Regions from separate parts of the Rattus norvegicus genome. Here region 2 is linked to region 1. A link is a contact called in public Hi-C data. All regions are on one chromosome and are shown on one strand. The core of a region is the stretch at or near the end of the contact, and the rest is flanking DNA. Distances in the headings are between cores, read along the strand shown. Region 1 has its middle 74 kb from the start of Chchd2l2-ps5. Region 2 has its middle 94 kb from the start of Cysltr2.

What was found. A called contact is a pair of places that touch in the nucleus more often than the background predicts.
Region 2: a contact with region 1 is called in a Hi-C map of hepatocytes, with 1.6 times the contacts expected there. The contact joins two enhancer-like sites. A contact is called at or near these places in 3 of 12 Hi-C or Micro-C datasets (hepatocytes, kidney and liver).

Annotation. Positions count from the first base shown.
Region 1 is chr15:54,373,034-54,377,308 of GRCr8, reverse strand. No RefSeq gene overlaps it. Among named protein-coding and RNA genes, the nearest start is that of Chchd2l2-ps5, 74 kb to the right of the region's middle. Within about 2 kb of position 1,833, at least 2 of the 93 cell types and tissues checked have an H3K27ac peak or open chromatin away from gene starts, as enhancers often do. A contact at or near this core is called in hepatocytes and liver, where this site is marked.
Region 2 is chr15:54,542,157-54,546,460 of GRCr8, reverse strand. No RefSeq gene overlaps it. Among named protein-coding and RNA genes, the nearest start is that of Cysltr2, 94 kb to the left of the region's middle. Within about 2 kb of position 1,855, at least 31 of the 93 cell types and tissues checked have an H3K27ac peak or open chromatin away from gene starts, as enhancers often do. A contact at or near this core is called in hepatocytes and liver, where this site is marked.

The DNA of each region.
Region 1 (4,275 bases), core at 584-3,083:
AGAATGAGTTTCCCTGTGAACCGGAACCAGCATTGGAAGAGATCTTGAGGTGGTTTTGCTCAACCAGGTTATGTCACACGCAAGTCTCAAAGAAATGAAGTGACTTTGCAGCATAAAGAGTGAAAAAGCTTTCTCACGAACCATGGGGTATCACATTCATAAAGGGTAAGTAGGGGCCTCTCCACCCTGAACTCAGGAAATGCTCTATACACGTGCCCCATTCCTGCAGGCAAGAATCTGTGAAGCTCTCTTTCTGAAGCCCCCTGACCCTAAATTGCAAAAAATGATAGATTTCTTTTAGGAATGACATATTATTCTCAACCAATGCTTTCTCATTCCCTCTCTTCTTATGTTTCTCCTCTCTCTCTCTCTCTCTCTCTCTCTCTCTCTCTCTCTCTCTCTCTCTCTCTCTCTCTCTCTCTGAGCTTCTTCTTCTTTTTCAAATAGTACCAGTAAGCATTCTGGGTAGGGTACACATTTTAAGTATAAGAGGAAAATAGATAAGGCTTTGAAATGAGATTTGTGAATGCTATACTCAGAAGAGCACTGAACATTATGGATTGCTGAGCAGGGCTGCTTTACTTGGTTCAAGGAGGCTGGGAATGAGAGAATGCTCTCCAAGAAAAGCCATGAGAAAAACAGAGAACAAATGGGATGTGGCAAAACACATTAGGCAAACAGAACCATATCTTTTTATTTTATTTCTTTAGATTATAAAATTGTTTTCATATATATATGCTATTTGATATTATATAATATATACTATTCTTTGGGAATTTTATGCATACATGCAATCCATCTCAGTCTGTGACAGGATAAGACAGTGCAGCGGTGCCTCCATTTGTATTCTGTTGAGGTCATTTTAGGTTTGACTAGAATTTCCTTGATGGGAAACCCCAGAGAAAATTACCCAACTCTATTCTAGGAACACAAGGTCAGGATGCTCCAGCTAGCTTAGCTTCTGTTAAACTTCTTGCTTATCATAAAACCTCCAACTGCAATACCAAGATGTAATTTTTTTCCCCTTTACATCCTTTAAATGCTTGGTGATACATGTGAGCCCTGCATACGTGACTGTAACCCCCAGCCAGCTGGCACAGGGACTTTCAGCTGGCTGTAAACTCTGAGTGGTCTCCTCTGGTAGGCTTCCTGTTACAGATCATATCCAGCCCTACATCCTTCAATTGCTTTACCTTCAAAAATTGCTCAATTTTGTTTCCTTTAAAAATATTCACTGAATTTAATAATCCAATGAATTCTATCTGGGCACAGGGAGACCAACCAATGTTCATTTAAAAAAAAAAGACTGCCTTCCCCTTAGCATCCATAAATTTCCATTAACTTCTCAGCTAGAAGTGGTCATTGGGAGCCTCTCCTTGCTTCATGCTAGAAGCTTGAACTGGCTTGGCTTGTGCAGGTCTTGTTCAAGTAAGCACAGCTGCTGTCCATTCATGAGTGCAAGTGTCATGGCCATGTCATAGCCAGAGGCCAACCTTTCACAGCCCTCCCTTCCATCCCCTGCCTCTTACATTCTTCGTGCCCCTCTTTTTACAATGTTTTCTTGGAGCCTTGGAGGAAGGGTTTGACACAGACGCACTTGGTCACTTCGTCTGAGGACGTTGAACAGTTGTGAGTCTCCGCATTAACCACTACCCTCTGCAAATAAGAAGTTCCTCTGACCAAGTTTGGGAACAGTGCTGATGCATTGATAAAGGCCCAGTGGAAAGCATGTCTCAGGAACATTTCAAAATCAGCTGAATGAGTCCGATGTCCAGTGTACGTGAGCACAGAGGACAGGTCACAAGGTCACAGCAGGTCTGGACAGAAAGATAGCTGTGGCTTCTGCTAGTGTGATAGAAGGGGGTGGAGAGATGGGAGCTAGCATCCACAGGACACAGCAGCTAGCTGAAAACAGGATATGGTAAGTGGATTGAAGGTGAAGTCACAGATGCTGTCCAAACTTTGCTGGTCAGGGGGCATATTCGCCAATATAGGAACCTTATGGGAATGTTGTTTTTCTGTTTGGACTAGAGCTAGAAATGAATTTAGACTTAAAAAAATTGGATTTGAGTTACCTCTGAAACATGTAGAATGTGTCCAGGAAGGAATGGAACATAAGAAGTAAGAATCTGAGGAGAGAAATCTGGAAGTAAAAATAGATTCGTGAGTCATCATTATAGCTAAAATATAATCCAATTATTCTTGTTTTTTTTTTCATGATAAATACAAGATCCAAAACCATGAAACTGTTTGCCCAGGGACCAGGGATTTAGACCTACTTTTTCTGACTCCCATGGCTGTGCCTTCCCCACTGGGACGTGGTGCAGTAGCTGTGAGAGATGATGAGTGGCAGAAAGGGTGGCTGTGGAACATGCTCTCTTAATTACCACTGCAGGTTTCTATTAAGAAGAGAGAAACAGAATATGTCTTAAGTGAATGGCTAGATATGTTTCTCAGCTCATGCAGCCACCAAATTGTCTACTGACAGCACATAGTCAATCCTCTTCTTAAGCAAGAAAGCTCCACGTTGAGAGAAATTCAGAAACATCTTGTAGACATTCCTGTCCGATTCCTCTCATTTGCCAGCTGCCTTTCAACTAAAGTCTTCTTTTACAATTGTCTGTGAGCTGTACTACCCAAAAAGTCAAGGTTGTACTTTCCCTAGACTGGGAATCCAGTCATTTATGCAGTGATGAAGGGGAAGTGGTGGCTTCTGCTGTTGAATATATTTGATTTTTAAAGTAACTCTGTGTTGAGTAACAAATAATGGTCAGAAAAGACCAAGGAAATGAGTTCATTTCTCTTTGCAGCTGCTTTATTTTATTATTGCTGGGACACAGTGGGAATCAATGGGGATCCAAGGTCCTAAATTGAACTTGGGGACACCATCAAGGACTTTTTCTCATGGGATGGCTTGCTCACTCTTTAGTCTTTTTAGTTCAAACAACTATCTTCTGAATATCCGAGATAAGGCCATTTCTTGTCCTTGACTGCTAAGTCATAGGCCATCTTCAATCCTACCTCAAGGATCACATTTACAGAGCATGCTTTTTCCTCCAGCACACAGCCATCTTGGCAACGCTAATGATCTCTGATGCCCTTTCTGTCATTCTCCATTAATGGATACCCTATCCTAGATATTCTATTTTTGTGATACCTCTCCAATCTCTTTGTTTCCCTTTATCTCTATGATAATGCTTTGACTAAGTCAACACTCCCATTTCACCTGGCTACCAGCATAGCCTTGTTAACTGACCTCCTTCCTGGGTCCTCTTTGGCCTCCCTCCAATTTGCACTACACAATTCATGCAGACTCACTTCACAGAGCACACACAGTCAGACCACCATGAAGACACCCCTGAATGTCTTCCCTCCCTTCCCACACTCACAAGCTCTTGGTACTCTGAACCTGCTTGTATCTCTTCGACTCTATTTCCATTTCTCCCACGCCCCTCCCAGCATGAGACCCTTGCTCTTTCAGTGCCCTCTGCCTGGTATGTGCTTCTCTTCTACTCCACTCCCTGGGCTCCAGAACACACCTCCATTACTTCTCCTAGGAGAGGCTCTCCCAGTTACTGTCCATAGCTGTCAGTGGTGGTTTGTGCTCAGTGATTTATCATAAATTTCTGTAATTTGATTTATGTATTTCTGTTATGTATTATGTATGTATGCTTCATGAAGAAACGGTCACACAGAGTTTGCCTACTCTTTTAGCGAAGCCTTTATCCCAACTCTACAACATTGTCTAGACATTTAAGAAATATTCAAGATTTATGTTCATTGGGTGGGTAAACTATTACTTTGTGTTCTTAACTTTTCTAATTGAGACTACCACAGTGTGTGTGTGGCAGTGCATACCTAGCCACTTGAAGGGATGAGGCTAGGGGGTGTCAAGTTCAAGGTCATCTGGGTAACTTAGCAAGACTCTGTATCAAAATAATTGTTTTTTTGTTTGTTTTGTTTTATTTTATTTTTTTAACATGGGAAGGCATATAACTCTGTAGTAGAGTCTTTGCCTAGTATATACATGGGTTCAGTCCCTAGTTGGGAAGGAGGGCTATAAGAATCTCAGCTATGCATGACGATTCCCACCTATAAACCCAGCACTGGAAAGGTTGGAGCAGGAGGGCTACAAGTTTGAGTCAGCCTTGCATATGTAATTAGACTATCTCTTCAGAGAGATAGTGGGAGGGAAGGAGAGAGGGAAGGAGGGAGAGAGGGAGGGAGGGAGTCAAGGAGAGAGGGAAGAAAGGACGGATATGAATTTGTAATGTG
Region 2 (4,304 bases), core at 606-3,105, 170 kb before region 1:
CCACAAGCCCTGAAGGAGAATGCTCTTTGGGGAGATAGAAGGGGGATCTGATTAAAAGACACAAAATGAACTGTGGAGGGAACACCAGGCTGGGATCCAATTCTAGATCAACATTTCAACCTGAATCAAAGGGGAAACGTTGGAAAGGCTAACAAGGAAGTCTAAAGTGCCCTCAAGTCCCAGGGGGAGATATACAGTGAGGCTGGTACTTTGCAGAGGATACAGAAATGATCAAGCAGCCATCCAGCAGTATGTAGCCATGTGCAGCAGGCCTGTCTTCATGGTTCTCATAATTTGGCAAAATGGCTTTTTGGATGAGTGAAGTTTGTAACTTTGGGAGGTATCCGAGAGATGAGAATGAAAATGTGGCCTCCCGAAGGCCATACTTTAACAAAGCTCCCCCGGTTCCTTTGCACTGTGTTTAGAAGATACCATCAACGCTCAACAGCAAACCATAACAGACTCTGCCCTTAGTCTATGCCTGATGGGACAGTAATTCATTCTCTATAGTTTTAAATTATAGTTTAAATTATGAGGTTCTGAGGGATGGGTGAGCCTTGAGCTATGGCACACAGCCAAACAAACTTCCCACCAGAGCCCAGGACAGCATTCCACACATAGTCTAGCTCTCCAAGGAAAGAAAGGCTCCTCACCTCTTCTACAGGAGTTTCTCCTGCAAAACAGTGTTCTTCAGAATGGGGTGGTGGCCAGCATTCTTCTAGGCACCGAGGCAAAGTCAATGTCCAAATAGACCATCATCTTGGTCTCTGCTTGAAGCTAGTCAGTCATGTGAATAGTGTCCCAGGATGACTCCTCCAGGACCTGGGATGACCTGTGCCCGCTGCTTATTCTTCATGGAGCATCTTGACAAAGCTCCTTTCTTCCTTGAACCTGCCAATTTTCCATTTATCTCATAGGAACAATTGGTCCTCTTTCCAGGGGATCAAACCTGCTTGCTCCATAGGACTCTTAGCTCCAGGAGTTCATCTCAGTGTAGCATCAGTGTGCACGAAAATTCTTGTTTTGCTACTCCCCATTCCCCCAAGAATATAAGTACCTCATAAAGAAAAGGCAGCCAGCATAGATCACAGCTGACCAATGGGGCCAACCCTGGGCATTCGTAGATGTTTGGAAGATGAGCAGATGCTGGAATCCTGAAGGAACAGAGAAACAAAGAGCATCCATTAGTGATAGTCAAGAACATGGCGGATGTCAGGGAGCTTGGTTAGAATGCCAGTCCTGTCACTCAGCAGTTAAATGACATTAGACTTTTGATTATCCCATGTGCAAAATAACAACCACAGCAACAATAACAACCTAGAAAGATAATTACTTTGCTATTATTACAGATACGTCAGGACTGAAATAGAGTAAATGGGATAGTGTAATTATTTAAACTAGAGTTTGGCACAATCTGAAGACTGAGCTAATATTAACAATACTCTCACCCCCTTGGTGCCAGCCTAGTCCTTTCTCTGCTGGGGTACATTTTGAAGAAAAGAACTATTGCTACATTTGGAAACTTCTCAATTTCTATTTGAGAACTATAAAGTGGAATTCCTTTCAGAACTGGCCACTAGTATCTCCAAATCATGTAGAGTCATTTACAAAGATGAATAAATATTTATGCGCCACCATTGGCATGGCTCCCAGCGTCAGAGGGTCTCATTACCAGAGATGCTTGTGAATGGCTTCTCCCGAGCCATGTTTTACCGGCATAAAACTCACCACTAGGTGGCAGCTAAGAGAGGGTCCCCGGAAGTGAAGGCAAACACACCCTTTTGGCAGCTGCACCGGAGGCTCTGCTGTTCATACCCAAACATCTGACTCACCCAGTGAACGTCAGCCTGGAAAATGACAGGCACTGATTTCAACGGCCAGTGAAATATAACATCCCTGGGGCCAGAGCAGTAAGACAGATCTGGAAGCCTGTGAGCAATTTCCACGGAAATAAGAGAATTAGGGCCGCTGACAAGTGAAGACACACAAGCTTATAAACTACTTAAGTCTTTATGATAAATCATGTCCCTAGATAAAGAAGACTCAAATAGTCACGATTCTCCCCAGCACAAAAGCCTACGATGACCATGATGGGTTTCACAATTAGTATGGGGGCGGACGGGTAGGAGGGAACAACAACTTGGTGCTAGAATTTCTAGGGAGAACTAAACAAATAACACTTCTCGTCCATAAAACCGACTGGGGAAAGTGACCTTCAGTGCAGTCTGACTATTGGTGCCGTACAGAGGACAGAGGGCAGAGCATCGCAGAGGACAGAGGGCAGAGCATCGCAGAGGACAGAGGGCAGAGCATCTCAGGAGTGCTGCACCGTGATAGTAACATTCACTAAGCACTGACTGCAGAGCCCTGCTTTACACACCGTCTCTTTCGCCCTGCCAACCCCACTGCCAGGCAGCAGTGATTCATATCCCCATTTGACAACTAGGGAATTGGAGGCTCTGGGAGATTAACTTGTCTAAAGACGGAGTTCGATTCCGTATCCAAGATTTAATTCTCTGCAGTCTCCAGAGCTATGGTAACAGGAGAAAATCCAGGTGGTCAGCAAGATTTGTGCACGTTTTTGAGCCTTCATTGCTTTATCTCCTCCGACTCCTTTTGATGTTCTAATTAGGCTGCAGTGGAACAGCATTGTGGGCTGGCCTGAAGGCTACGGTGCTGAGGTGCTGCCTAAGGTCGCACTGAAGAGGGGGGCACCAGAGGATAAACAACAGCTCCCTTTATTATTTTGAGAGTGCCTCCTGGGGTCATTGTGGTTTCTTGCAGTCCAAGGATTTGTGTGTATCCCCCTGGCCACTAGTCACCATGACACATTTGCCCTTGCAACTCAGCCTAGACATTGGCTTTTTTGCAGAAACATTCTGGCCACCATCAGAGGTATACATGGTCTCCTCAGACCCAGAGGATACTGTAAGAATCACCACTGAGTACTTTTCTTCTGATACTTCACTGGTTTATTGACCTGACATTCCCCAAGAATCTAAGCTGTCCCCCTAACCTGTTTTTCTGTCCCTGACTCCTCAGTCCTGACCAGTGCCAGGGGCAAAACGATGGTCATGAGCTCTTTATTGAATGAAAAGATTCTTAGATACCCTGTTTGCTTTCGGGGAAGATGGGGGTGGGGAAACTCCAAGCCATGTAATTTGTATTTAAAGCAGGAGCAGGCTCTTGAGAAATACTGGCTTCAGGTCTCATCACTGCTTGGGAGCTGACCCACAAGCAGCTACCTCGGAGACTGGGCTACACCTACCCGTTGCTGAAGCTGTTAAAAGGACAGTGTGGGATATTATCCTCTCAGCTTCCTTGGGAGCCTGTGGCTGCTCATCTGGAGGTCCCTGGTTATACAAAGGTGACATGGAGATAGGCCCTCCACTACCCCACACACAGGTGCCATTGTGGTACTTCCTCCAATGCCAAGCAATAGTTAGAAGTCCCCCAAGAGGGTGACGCCCACACAGGCTTGTGTTGGCCATGTTAAGCTTCCAGACCATTTGTTTTCCTGTGGTGTCATGACTCAAGCTCGCCCCAGGTCTTCTAAACCTCCACAAACATGGATGCACACATTTCCAGACCTGCACAGATGCAGTGTTACAGTGTCAACACCACACTTGGAACAATTGGCTTAGAGTTCTCTATAGGCACAAAGTGCGGCAGCAAGCTCGTCTCATTGCAGCCAGCATCTGCTGAGAGCCCCCACCACCCTCATCACCGAGCTAGTCACACTCATGTGTCCTACAAAGGTAAAGCAAAATGCACATTTTCAGGCCTGTGTCTCTAGAGGTCTCAAATGAATGCTGTTGATAGATTTTTTGCTTCTAGGAAACCAGAGGGAACAAAATAGCACGGTGAACACCATCTTTCTATCACACAGCTTTATCGCATGTTAACCTTTCAGTCTATTGTCCCAGATTAGAAATGCGATTGAGGATTCCTGTGAGGAGTGAGAGGGATACAGTCCCTCTTTACCCCCACCCCCTCCCTCTCCCCCCTCTCGTTATTAATTGCCAGAACTCTCTGTCTACTGTTTCAATATTGATTTCTGCCACCCCCAATATTTTAAAATATTGACTACCAAGATATGGAATCGTAAATAGATACAACATTTCACTTAATTATTCTAATATAGAAATAAAGCCTCCTGCTACTTTTATGATTATGTAAATTTTTCCATTCAGTAATATGACTTTGGGGAATTTTATGAGTTCGGGGGTGCCTCAGTGGGTAATGTGACTGCCAAGAAGCCTGAGGACTTGAGTTCAGGCCCCACATAAAAAGCCAGCTGCTGT